4 separate regions of the Rattus norvegicus genome follow, and regions 2, 3 and 4 are each linked to region 1. The links are chromatin contacts, called in public Hi-C and HiChIP or PLAC-seq maps. All regions are on one chromosome and are shown on one strand. Each heading gives the region's core, a stretch centred on a gene start, on an enhancer-like site or on the middle of the called end of the contact. The rest is flanking DNA. Distances are from core to core; before and after follow the strand shown. Region 1 holds the start of Ccnd1 (cyclin D1). Region 2 holds the start of Cpt1a (carnitine palmitoyltransferase 1A). Region 3 holds the start of Ighmbp2 (immunoglobulin mu DNA binding protein 2). Region 4 has its middle 24 kb from the start of Mrgprd.

What was found. Hi-C and Micro-C count contacts between places; a contact is called where the count stands out from the background. HiChIP or PLAC-seq counts read pairs in DNA pulled down with a chosen protein or histone mark.
Region 2: a Hi-C map of liver shows a contact between it and region 1, with 2.4 times the contacts expected there. The contact joins the promoter of Cpt1a here to the promoter of Ccnd1 in region 1. A contact is called at or near these places in 1 of 12 Hi-C or Micro-C datasets (liver) and 1 of 1 datasets of contacts at active chromatin or transcription factors (oligodendrocytes).
Region 3: an H3K27ac HiChIP or PLAC-seq map of oligodendrocytes shows a contact between it and region 1, with 5 times the contacts expected there. The contact joins the promoter of Ighmbp2 here to the promoter of Ccnd1 in region 1. A contact is called at or near these places in 2 of 12 Hi-C or Micro-C datasets (frontal cortex and hepatocytes) and 1 of 1 datasets of contacts at active chromatin or transcription factors (oligodendrocytes).
Region 4: a Hi-C map of liver shows a contact between it and region 1, with 2.3 times the contacts expected there. The contact joins the enhancer-like site here to the promoter of Ccnd1 in region 1. A contact is called at or near these places in 2 of 12 Hi-C or Micro-C datasets (frontal cortex and liver) and 1 of 1 datasets of contacts at active chromatin or transcription factors (oligodendrocytes).

The regions. Positions count from the first base shown.
Region 1 is chr1:209,526,325-209,529,501 of GRCr8, forward strand. Ccnd1 (cyclin D1) reads right to left here and starts at 1,486. Exons shown (of 5, transcript NM_171992.5): 1 at 1,164-1,486. The coding sequence starts at 1,361.
Region 2 is chr1:209,994,640-209,997,816 of GRCr8, forward strand. Cpt1a (carnitine palmitoyltransferase 1A) reads left to right here and starts at 1,521. Exons shown (of 19, transcript NM_031559.2): 1 at 1,521-1,555.
Region 3 is chr1:209,956,955-209,960,131 of GRCr8, forward strand. Ighmbp2 (immunoglobulin mu DNA binding protein 2) reads right to left here and starts at 1,616. Exons shown (of 15, transcript NM_031586.2): 1 at 1,531-1,616; 2 at 322-491. The coding sequence starts at 1,616. Mrpl21 (mitochondrial ribosomal protein L21) reads left to right here and starts at 1,739. Exons shown (of 7, transcript NM_001107567.1): 1 at 1,739-2,002. The coding sequence starts at 1,903.
Region 4 is chr1:209,930,833-209,934,009 of GRCr8, forward strand. No RefSeq gene overlaps it. Among named protein-coding and RNA genes, the nearest start is that of Mrgprd, 24 kb to the left of the region's middle. Within about 2 kb of position 1,714, at least 8 of the 93 cell types and tissues checked have an H3K27ac peak or open chromatin away from gene starts, as enhancers often do. A contact at or near this core is called in liver, where this site is marked.

The sequences.
Region 1 (3,177 bases), core at 236-2,735:
GTTGAAATTAGGAAGCCACAAGGCAGGGAAGCCCACCGTAGGGTTGGCGGAGCGCCGGGGGCTGGGCACCGCTCAAGCGCACGCGAGACACAAAGGTGGCGTCCCAGGCCGCCGCGCTGCATTTCCCAGACGTCATCTTTTCAAAAAATATTTAAAAATATTTAAAAAATAACTAGGTGCCTAAAAACGGCCTGAAAATAACAATAGGGCTACCCTTGATCCAAGCCGAGGGTCAGGAGCTCGGTGGACATTGGGGGATAAGTCCCAGCAACTCAAACTTCGGGGGCCCCCCTTTTGCTGGGTGCGGGCGCTGTTTGCCTCTGCAAGGGCATTATAACTCACTTTAAAAATTATTTTAAAATATTTTGGAACCCTTGAGCCTCCTGTTGAACAACTGAAAATGTGCTTTGGTCCCCCGGCTTGACCCAGACAGGTTCCCCCAAATGCAGACCCGCACGGACAACAGTCAATCTCGGTGACTAGGGGGCCACGCGACCTTGCAGTCTAGCGTTTTCTCTGGGCCAGGCAGCGTGTGCGGGGTGCCCAGGGGTCCGTTGTTTGAACAAAGAGTCTCCCACCCCCAAATATTCCTCACAGTGTCCTATTTAGTGACTCCCGGCCGCCACGAGGCCCCTCGTGCCCGTCCCAGCGCCCCTTCTGCCACTCTCCGCCCTGCCCCCAATTATTAATAAACACTTTTGCTTTGCAATAAAGGAGCAAAGATGGCGCATAATATTGGCACGAGCGGCCCTTGCATACGTGTCCATGGATATTAATTTAAAAATCAAATCTATGCCCCCTCCCCCCTTAGCTGGCGCTACGCGCAGGGGCGGCCCCCGCTGAGGCGCTGCAGGAATGGGGCACAAGCGGGGGCCACAGAAGAAGCTCAGCCTGCATCCTCTGTGGTGTCTCTGACACGGTCCTCCCTGGAAGGCACCCCTCCCCGACTGCCCCCCCCCACCAGGAAAAGAAATTCCTATCGCCCCAACTCCTAAACCTTTCCCGTTCAAAAGGACCCGAAAGTGTCTATTTATTTTGTGAATCCCGAGTCCTAGCAACACACCGGGAAAAATCCGTGACGGAAAGGAAGAGAAGGGAAGAAGATGTCGGTGATAGCAACAAGTTGCCAGGGGGTCCCAAGCTAGCAGCCTGTAGTTTCTCACCTCTAGCATCCAGGTGGCCACGATTTTCCGCATGGATGGCACAATCTCCCTCTGCACGCACTTGAAGTAAGAAACGGAGGGCGCGCAGGTCTCCTCAGTCTTAAGCATGGCTCGCAGCACCCGGTCGTTGAGGAGATTGGTGTCAGGGTACGCGCGGCGGATGGTCTCCACTTCGCAGCACAGGAGCTGGTGTTCCATGGCGCGGCCGCCTGGGGAGGGCTGTGGTCCGGGTTGGGCTCCGGTGTCTGCTGCTGACGCGCGCTGCCTCGCGCTCTACGACCGGTCTCCGGAGCGCGCGGAGTCTGCAGCTCTCTGCTACTGCGCCAACAGCCCTCTGGAGGCTGCAGGACTTTGCAACTTCAACAAAACTCCCCTGTAGTCCGAGTGACGTTACTGTTGTTAAGCAGAGATCAAAGCCGGGCAGAGAAAAAGGAGGGGGGGCGGGCCGAGGCGGGCGCAGGGGGAGGGGGCTCGGGAGCAGTGAGCGGCGGGGGTGGGGGGGGACAAACCCAAAGCCTGCCCCCTCCCCCCTCGGCCTTCGTAGATATGCAAATCGCCGGGACTGCTTCTCTCTAAGCTGGGAAAGAGCGGGGCAAGGGCAATGGGGAGGGGGGCTTCTTTCCCCAAGTGGGTCCTCCGAGACCTGTGAAGGTGGGGTAGCGGCGGCTCTGGACAGGGGGACAGCTAGGAGGGAGGCCAGGCCACACGCAAGCCAAGAAAGAATGTATGGAAGGGGATCGTGGGGGGTGCAAGGACACCCTATACTTAAGCGGAGAGAATGGGCGCGTTTCCGAGGACGCCACGAGGGCACCCACGGGCGGACCGATTGCTAAGAAATCCCGTCGTCCTCGACTTCTTTCAATTTCATCAACACGTGTAAAATTCAGGAACTGTGTAACAGGCGAAGATGCCAGACGAGCCCTAAGTTCTCGTGCAGGCTCCCTCCTGGCGCACTGGGGTGGTTGCAAAGGGCCAGAGGGGTATCTTTGAGCTTTAAAGGGTCCCCAGCCTGGCATGTACTCGCTCAAAAATAAAATAAAATAAAACCCCGAAAATCTCAGCAACAGCTCAAGATGGTGGCCATTATTTCCTTCATCTATTCCTCCTCGCTGGGGGTGGGGTGGGGGTGGGGATGGGGTCTGAGATTTGCCTTCTTACAGTGACCGGTTTATCCTGGCCAGGGTCCTCTGGTATCCCCCTCCTCCACTGCCGGAGAAAAATAAATCTTTGAAGGAAAGGTTGAGACACGATAGGCTCTTTGTGTAATTTATTTTTTAATTAAGAAAAGTAAATCGCTGCAAGTATTAGTTGCCCTTCCAGGAACCAGACCACCGGAAGCTTCCCGATTGGCTTCGTTGGGGGTGTGTTTTGTGTTCCCCCACCTTTAGAATTGCAGCTGGGGCAGCCTTACAGAGTTTGGGGGTGGGGACTGGTGAGAATCAAGATAAATGTGTGAGCCGATAAGGTGATATTTAAAGACATTCTATAGATACTCGTGGATACCAGAATGGATCCCTAAGCCTATTTTAAATTTATAGTCAAATATTTTTAGAATGAAGAGGTTCCACCACCTTGGTCTATTACTTATTTCCCTAGTTTTGGGAACGTTTTCACAGTATCCGACCCCAAGTTAGGCGAACTATTCACATATTCTCCCCGGAATACTTTCGTGTCCCCGAAGAAACTGGTAAGGGAGCGCAAGGCGTCTAGGCGGCACGCAAGACACAAACCCCTCACTTTCCGAGCTCATTCCTCTTGCCCTCCCTCCCCCGACATTGGGGTCCCTGAAGTCCGGATCCTTCGGGACAGTGATTCCACTGTAGCTCCGAAGGTGGTGGGTGGCCCGGGCAGAGCGCCCACGCTTGCTCTGGCCACAGGCCCCGCCAAGCCTGGGAGCCTTAGCCTAAGCACGAGGGCCGCCCGGCTGCCTTTTCATTCATAAAATCCCTACCGGGCGGCAGTGAACATGATTTATAGAGCTGTGCGCTATCACCCGCGGCTGAGTGCCTGCGAG
Region 2 (3,177 bases), core at 271-2,770, 470 kb after region 1:
TTGGCCCCTTTCCTATATGAAAAAACTGAGGCTCACAAGGTAAGGAATGCTGTCCTAGGTCTGTAGTTCACAAGCTCGGGTCCTAGCCTCAGTTTCTTTACTGAACTCCTCCCCGCAGCCCCGCCTGGTCCAGGCCCCGCCCCGTCCTGCCCGCGCCGCAGCCCGGCTGGGCTCAGCCAATCACCCGCGGCGCGCGTCGGTGCGCCTAGCCTCGCCCGCCCCTGCTCGGACTCAGCTCGCTCATTCCGCCGCCGCCGTCCACAGACTCGGTAAGACACCGGGAGGGCAGCGCTGCGGCACCGCCCTGAACTGGGCGCGCTGGTATCACCTTTGGGAGCGTGGAGGGAGACCCAGACTGTGCCCGTGGGGTACGCGTGAGCCGCGCATTGGAGAAGCAGAGGGCACCCCTTCCCCCGCGCTGTGACGGATCTGGGGATCCCGGGACGGGAGGAAAGATGCTTGGTCCCCAGACTGGGCAAGATGCCTCCGTTCCGGACGCATGGGACCACGGCTCTTGATGTCTCACCGCGTGTTTTGGGGTCCTCATTACCCAGTGAAGGATGCTCAGGATTAGGCATGACTCCTTGGTCCCTGACCAGTAGGCGTAAATTCCCTTTCCGACCCCATCTCCCCACTCCGCGGGTGGCTTGGGGCCAGTGTGGACACTGAGCCCTTTTCCAGGCTCTTTCCATTCGCCATCCTGCAGGTGGATTGGTTCTCAGGGTCCGTGAGGGTCGGGCTCCGCAGTAGAAAGGATGCTCTGCCAGGGGACTTGGCAGGTGGCCGGTGCCCTCTCCCCGCGCGAGTCCCTGCAGTACAGCCTTCGGGACACACCCTTGGTGCATATACTCAAGTGTTGCGCACCCCTCACCCTCTCTTTTGCCCGAGGTTCAAGGGCAGGTGGGTGTCCAGAGACTGCTCAAGGTCGCGCTGGGACCAGAGCCCGGGAGGGTGGGGGTGTCACGTGACCCGGCCTGAGTGAACTTGGCCTGGGACAGCCTGACAGCGCGGTCTGGGCAGCCCCGATGTGCCCTAACAGCCGGTACCCTTCGTCTCGGGTCTGGCTTTCGTTGATGTCACAGAACACAGATGAATGCTCACGTTTTTAAGGAGTTAAAAAGTTCCTAGTGTGAACCAGGCTAGATACAATCAGGCTCAGGACTCTCAACTCCGGGCCAACTCCCGCTCGGCTCCTTTCTGTACCGTGCATTCAGATAGTTGTCCAAGGACAGATTTTAGTCGAAAACTGCTAACTTTGGAAGTTTGCAAATAAAATGAAATTGAGTCTAGAAGCTTTTTCGAACGCGTATTTAGTTACAGCATTTTGTCGCACAGGCGTCTGGTTTCTGGTCATTCCTGATATTCAAGCGTGTTTATCTCTGTCAAAACCACAAGCCAAATGACTAAAACACAGCTTTGGCCTTTTATTTGTGCCAGCAAGCATACATCACCACCACCACCTCCCTAGTCGGTCGACTCCGAGCTCAGTGAGGACCTAAAGCAGAGGACTGTGGTGCGGAGGACAGTGCTTGCTCCGGGGAGTGCAGAGCAATAGGTAGGTCTGGGCACGGTCTGGGTTCAGAGTCTATGGCTGCACTGGCTTTGCTGAAGCACAAGAGCTCTTTTGTCATGTAAATTATTGTTTTGTTAACTAGTATGCCTCGCTAGACTTAACCTTACACTTGAATTTTCTCTTCTACCTTATTTATTTACTTTTAAAAAGTGAGATAGGGTCTCATGGAACACATGCTGGCCTCCAGCTTGCGATGTACACAGGGTTGGCTTTGAACCCTGATCTCCTTCCTGCAACCCCAAGTGCTGTGATTATAGGCGTGCACCATCATGCCGGGCTTTGAACTCCTTAACTGTCGTTGGAATCAAGCGCTGGTCAGGTTTTGTATCAAAAGTGGCCGAAGCGGCTTCCTGCACAAGACAAAACCTTTCGAGTTTGAGCTAGAAAGCCACCTGACTGCAGATGAGGGATGGAACGCCTCCCTTCCGCCGCCGCTGCGCTTGGCTCAGACCCAGTGGTCACGGAACGGGCAGGCTCGATTCTCTCGGGAGTTTGGGGCGCTGGCCGGAGCTTACCCAACCCTGACTCCTCTTGCCCATTTTGCCCATTCATAAAAGCGCTGTAATTTTTTACTTTTTGTTTTTTACCCCCTTGGGTTTCGCAGTGAAACCCTTTGAGGCACGGTGCTGGCAGGCTGTTTTGTTGCATGCGACATCTGTCCTCGGACAAAGCGGGTCGGTGGCTCCCGGGCAGTACACTGGGATGGCAGCGGCGACGCGTCGCTCCGGAAGGCCTGCGTGGGCTCGGCCGGTGGAACAGGATCCGAGCGCCCCGGACGCGCCAGCACGGGGGCGGGGCTCCCGTAACCTTTCCCCTACTTTTCTCAGCCATCACGTGACCCTGGCCGGGTGGGTGGAAGGGGCGGGGCGGGAAGCCGCGGTTGCTAGTGCCCTTCCCTCCCCCAGCGCCTTGAACTTGTAGTTTTGATCTGCAGGCGGCTACAGCCACGCGACTCTCCTGTACTTTGACCATTTGAAGGGTTTTTTTTTTTCATTTGGTTAGAAAAATATGTTTAGTCACTCTGCATAGATATTTACGGGTAGGCCAGAGTCTTACGACTAGAGGAAGTCTGCATTTGAATTAGTTTAGAATAAAGTGGTAGTCCAAGATGAATCGTTCGTTTTAAAGTGTGTTTAGCAGATGTCCAGTTCCCTGAAGGAGGGAAAAGTCACTCGAATCTGGGAGTTAAGGGACAGCCTGGGAACAGGCAAAGATACATCCTCAGCTCAGGAGAGAAGAAAATGGGAGGCGGGTGTTAAGCTGGTGACCCGCCTACTAGGCTTAAAAAAGGATTACTGCACACTTGAATTAATGCCAATTTAAGCTCTTGTTGCAAGAATTTTTGTTGTTGGGAAAATAAGTCTGTTGCCAAACCTTACGACCCGAGTTCGATCCATGAACTCAGAGGGTAAACATTATCCCGACTTCCACACACGAGGTATAGCGTGTACTCAACCATAAATAAATAAGATACATGTTTTTGTTTTAAGTAAAATGCAATACCAGCCTATTGTGCAAAGTTAAAGAGGCGAAAATGGGTTGCCGTGCGGTCACCTCCTTACTTAGTTACTGCAGAGGCCACCACTGTGAGCTCTTTCAGGACC
Region 3 (3,177 bases), core at 366-2,865, 430 kb after region 1:
TACAATTAGTCACATTCCTGTCTCCAAAAACCAACAAAAAGTCAGGTATGCTGGTGTAGACCTATAATCCCAGCACCTGGAAGGTAGTGACAGGAAGATTAGGAATTCAAGGCTCCAAGTCATCGTCTGCCAACACAGGAAATTTCAGACCCTGACTCAAAACAACAACAAAACAGGCCATGCTGACCATCAGATTTGTACATAGAAGGTTTTTACTGCAGAGCCTCAGACCATCTGGGTCAGTCCTTCAGCCCTTGAGAGAGCACAAGCCCTCATCTGACCACCAGCAATGGTCAATACAAAACTATACCGAACACCTACCAGAGGTGAAGCTGTTGCTGGGAAGCACCACTGCAGGCCCAAACTTCCTGGGCTCAAAGGTGACCAGCCGCTGTCCATACAACCCAGTGCGCTGGCCCGATACCTGAAGCTTCAGCAAACACACCCCTCGGCTCTGAAGCTCTTTCAGAGAACTGTGTTCCTGCCAGGACCTAGAAGACACCAAGGATAGTGGCTTCACTGCTTGTGCCTGCACAGGCGGGAAAGGAGTTCTGCTTACAGGCATCAGGTATGCATGCCCCAGAGGAACTCCGGATCTGCTCTGCTCCAGTCCAACCTCTCCCACAGCTCCCAGGACAGGTACTGCCTAACTTGCTCCAGGTCAGCCAACTGAGTCTTATCGTGTCTCTTTGCCATCTGTCATCAAGTCTTTTGGGGGCCCTCCCATTACACCTGACTCCCTCTCTACTTCTTACCACCAACACTCTAACTGTGGTTCAAGGCCCTAGTCTGACTTGAAGCAGATCCCTTCACTCTCACAGCAAGCATGTGGTGTGGGAATCACATGCCTTCACAGAGAGTATAGGAAATTTTAGTGCATAATCTCATAGTCACACAGCCCAAGCAGCAAAAACTCTCACTTATCATGACTGACAGACTCTCAACTAATCAATGGTTGCAGGTGTAATCATACAGACTGGCTTCAAGTCCTGCCTCCACATGGGTTACCCTGGGCCAGTTACTTCACCAGCCTTTGTCTATCCTTAGGGAAATACATCCCAGGGATTGCACTGTGGGATACAGAAGTGGTGGCTCTGTCTGTTGCAGGCTGTAGATATTCCCCTGAAAGACGATGGCTCTTCAGAAATGTTCAGCCACCATACATAACACAGGCTTCATTGACTTTCCTTTAGGAGGCTGTTCAGACAGACAGACAGACAGACAGACAGACAGACAGACACACACACACACACACACACACACACACACACACACACACACGAGTGGGGTGGGTTTCACTTCAGGATCTCCTATAGCCCGGGTTGACTTCAAACTGACTACGTAGGCAAAGATGACCTTGAACTCCCAATCCTTTTGCCTCGACGCCCCGAAGTGACGACGCTATGCGGTCTTGCAGTCTTCTCCAAGGGCCGACTCCGTGTGCTGCCCATTGACCCAGCGAATACTAGCCGGCTCCAGGCGGTGACTAAGGAGAGCTACAGAGACCCTGGGACCCGCGGCCAAACCTACCTGCGCTCCTCCACCTCGGCGTCCCGCTCTAGCTCCAACAGCTGTAGCTGCTGGGCCACAAAACTCTCCACGGTGGACGAGTCCATCTGCTCCGTGGTGCAGCCCCTGACTGATGCTTCCTGCTCGGCCATTGGGACCCGTGTTCCTGTCGGACCGCGTTCCCCACCGGACCATAGTCCGCAAAGGACCTGCGCTGCCAGCCAGGGTACTGATTTCCGACCGGCCCGTTTCCTGTACTCTCTGCCAAGCCAGTGACTTGAAGCAGATCTGCAGTAGGATCCCTGTTTCCCTCCTCCAGGTGTTCCCTACTGGGCTTGTGCGTTGACGCACAAAGTTCGCGCCGCTTCCGGTTCCGGTTGCTACTGTGGAAAAATGGCGGCTGCCATAGCGGCCTCCGTATTGCCGGGCTTTTTCGGGCGGCTGGTGTCTGTGTGTAGGCGTAGCATCTTGGCATCCCAGGGACCCGGACCTGGTGAGACCAGGGAGGCCTGGTGTGGGAGGAAACTAGCGGTGCTTCTGCCGACTGCCGCATGTGTGTCTGAGTTCGCCTTGGTACCTGGTGTGTTGGTTGCGAGCGTCGTGAATATTGCACTGGGTTTGGAGTATGAGAACGTGGTTCCTTCAGTTCATTGGTTAATACTGACAAGTGCTCTTAAACTTATGTTTAGGTCCCATAATAAAGACACACAAATGGGCCTAGAGAAGTGACCTACCCAGGGTCATACATACGTAGAGATGCAACTTAGAAGCTGCTAAGTAGAGCCTGAATGTGGACCATTGTCCTCGGGCTGCTAGCCACCCTCGGATCAGAAAAAAAATGATGTTGAAAAAAGGAGTGAGTGATTTTAATGTTAGGACCTTAGACCATGGAATGAACTATCTTGAAACATAACTAGTAACTAAGCAGTGTACTCTTGACCCAGACCTTTTGGTTTGTGTATGTATTATGTGTATGTACGTTTGTAGGTGGGTGCACATGCTGGTGTGGAGAGCAGATGATGTCAGGTGGCCACTATTGTCTAATACCTTTTCGTTTCCTTTTTAAAAAAGATTTATTGGGATGTTTGTTTGTGTGGCGGTAGGGGCGTGTCTTTTCTGTGCACTTGAGTGAAGGTGCTTTTGGAGTCCAGAAGAGGAGTTCAGATGTTAATCCATAGATGCCAGGAGAAAGACCACCAACTCAAATCATCATGGCCAAATTAATTAAAGCATGCTTTTTCACTCGGGTACACAGGCTTCCTCTGCCTAAGGCAGGGTTCAGGAGGTCAGCATTGGACATGGATGAAATAAGGTTTCTATAGTTCAGGAGTAGAAGGTTTCCAAGTGAGGGGTGGGGTTACAGAAGCAGAACATAGCGTAACAAATTGGTTATAATAACCTTCTGAAGCAAAGGTGCCCTTGCAAGGTGGTCATAACAACAGGTAGTCATAATAACTTTGAAACAAGGGTATGGTTGCTGTTTTCTGGAACAGGCAGTGTAAAGCCATTTGTAGTTAAGGTGGGGCATAACCCAATCCTTGAGAAACAGATTTAATCATAAACAGGAATGAACCTAGTTTTTCCTTCCTATAAGATGGCTTTCTGGCTTAAGATGGAAGCAGGCTGGTTCATCACAGATCCCTGGAGCTGGAGTTGCAGGAACTCTTG
Region 4 (3,177 bases), core at 464-2,963, 400 kb after region 1:
AGTCCTCAAATCCTGGGATGGAAGCCCACTCAGACTTCATCTGAGACAGTTCCCTGTATTCTTTTCCCTTTGAGATACCTAAGTTGTGCTGTGTAATATCTTCTGTCAAGTGTAACACCCTGGCTGAACTTCTGGGATCAAGAAGGTGTATTGAAGTCAATTTCCTCTGGGAGTGGTAGGCACAGCTAATAAATCCGTGAACAAACATGTCACTCAACGCCCTGCTGCTGGCACATGACTGGGGCTGCCTGTGCCAACCCACCCTCCTGCCACAGCTACAAGGTGGCCCTTAGAATAGATGGGAAGGCTTCAGGTGGTACCCATGGGACTACTGCTGGGGCTGCTGCACCCCTGCTTTCTTAAGTCTTAAGTGATGCCCCATCAAAGCCATTGTCCCCACTCCTTGACTCCCACCCTTGGCCAAAGCTTAGATTGTAACATCCGCTCCCTCTGAAATTGGCTACTGGTGAGGAATTCAGAACTTCCTGTCTCCCCACTTTTATCAGGGTTGCTGTTTTTCCCCCTCATCCTCACCTCCTTTCTTGCTGACCACCACACAACACTGTGCTGTGACCCAAAGCCATCAGATGAGGTTGGAAGAACCTGGCTTTCCTCCCTTAGCTCCAGGACACACTCGTTCACTTGCCACCAGCCTTGGAAGGGAGTGCCAGGTCCTCTGCCCTGTTGCCATCGGCCTGTGAGCTTTGGGCTCAGGTCTCAAGGTGAACAGAGCAGTCACAGGTAACTCAGACCGGCCAGGGCTCAGGACCCCTGGTTGCTGTACCTAGAGGAAGGCCATGTGGAGAGTCCTGAGTGCACAAGGATCTGAGTTGGTTCCTTTTCCCATGATCCCTTTGGCTTTACACATTGAAGCTTGGTTTGGACAAGGGCTCTCATGTGAGCCTGGCCACCCATCAGGTCTGGTGTGGAGCCTGACAATTGGAACATAAGGTACTGACTCTGTGGAGTCAGGTTTCAGTGTTGCTCCTCAGACCCTCAGTGGGAGCTCTGTGTCACTCTATGTTTGTGTCACCTGGCCTACTGGCTCATTGCCATGTTCCCCACTCTGTTCACAAGCACTAAATGTTGAAATGTGGATGCATACCGAAATAAAGGTAATTTGATGTGTTGAAAAATAAAATAAGGAACAAGATTGATGTGTAATACAACCTGGGCAAACCTCGGACACAGGGTGCCAAGTAAAATAGCTGAAGGCAAGAACTGTGTACTGAAATGAAGTTTCCAAAATAGGTCAATTGTCAAGTGCAGAAAGTGGATCCATGGTTCCTGAGACTGTGGGAAGATATGGGGATTAGCCACAAGCCACACAGAAGACCTGGGGTGGGGACCAGGACTGTAGGATTCTGCACTGTCAGAGGGTAAACTGTGATGAGGGCACTGCCCTTGGTGAAGCTTGACTGGTACTCCTGGCAGCAGAGGGCAGGCAGAGCCCTGAGCTGGGGCTCTAGTGGGGAAGGGCAAAGGCAGCCATCTCAACAGAGAAAAGCAGGGAGGGTGTAGTAGCCAGTCTTGTCTGCTGTCCCACACTAGGTAGCATTGGGTCTGGTGCACACTTGGATGAGGACTTGGTGATGGAGAACTTCAGTACGTCCAGATCCTGTCCTGGGAAATGACCACATCTCTGCCCGCCCATTAGAGGTCCACTGGCCGTTCCACACTGCCTTCCCTCCGAGAAGTTTCCAGACCAAATAAGGCCGCAGCTCTTGCCAAACTCCTGGCACAGAGTGAAATTCCCTCTAAGTGCCAAGCTTGTCACTTTGGCCTGGAACCTCCTGAAGCAGCTGGGTACCCAGCAGCCCACTGAGGCCACCCCTCTGGGTGATCCTACAGAAGCATACTGGTGATCCCCGACCAGCCGGAGAAGCACTGTCTTGGAACTGTGGCCACTTCAGTCCCCTACACAGGCTTTGACAGAGAACAGTGGTAATGCCAGTCAGAGACTGGTTAAACTGTCACCAGCATCTGGCACTAGACTTTCTCTAACTTTCACAACTACCCAGTGAAGTGGGTCTTGTAAAGCCCCATTTTAGGAATGAGGAAAATGAGGTCCAAGTCCAGGCAAACCTGGGGCTGTAGTATGAAGTGTAAAGGGACTCAATACCAAGGAGGCAGGGCCAGGGCCACCGGGGCCTCCCCAAGAGACCCCTTACCCTTAACCAACCCATGTGGGCCCCTCCCTCCTGGGAGGCTGTGTCCCAGTGACCCAGAGCTCACAGGGCCGGCAGGGGAGACATCTGGCTGCCTTTTCCAGTTCCTGGGCTGACCTGCCCAGTCAGGCCATAAAACATTTTTCAAGCAATTGGCCATTTTCCTAATGAGAGCTCTCTGGGATGACAGACAGACTTTGAAGCCAGCATTTTAATGAAGCAACAGTCAGGGTAGTGATCATCCAAGACAGGGCTTGTGGGATGTAGAGACACGGTACAGGCAATGGCATGAAGACCTATGTGCAGGGGCCCAAACCACACATGTTCTCTTCCAAGAACGGTGTGGTCATTCTTCCTCCCTGCTTGGTAACTTAACAGTCTCTGAACAGTCTCGATGAGGGGGGGGGAGCATGCATGCATGCATGTATGTGTGTGTATGTGTGTATATGCATGTGTATATGTGTGTTGTATATTTGTGTGTGCATATGTGTGTTTGTGTGTGTGTGTGCATATGTATATGTGTGTGTGTGTGTGTGTGTGTGTGTGTGTGTGTGTGTGTACCTGGAGAAGCCACACACTAGTGTGATGGTATGGACATTATCAGTACTCCACATCCTCTCAAGCCCTAGCCTGTGCAAGCCTAGCTCCTCCTGGAGGGCCACACCTGGGAGCAGCTCCCAGTGGCAATTTGAGACCTAGTCTTTCCCAGTGGACAGAGACCTGGGTTCAGTATAATCTCCATGCCCAAATGCACAGATCCTGTGCAACAACAGATGTGCTGGACTAGGGAAACAGCTCCGTGGGCAAACCGCTTGCTGTTCAAGCATGAGAACCCAAGTTTAGATCCTTAGAATCCGTGTGAAAGCCAGATGTAGCAGGGAAAGGTGCCTGCCACCAAGTCTGAGGGCCTGAGTGATCCTGGGAAACACGTTATAGAGGAGAGGCTGACTGCTGCTTGGCGTCTTTACTCCCACACATGTGCTGACCTCTGCAAGTATGCCCTCCCCCC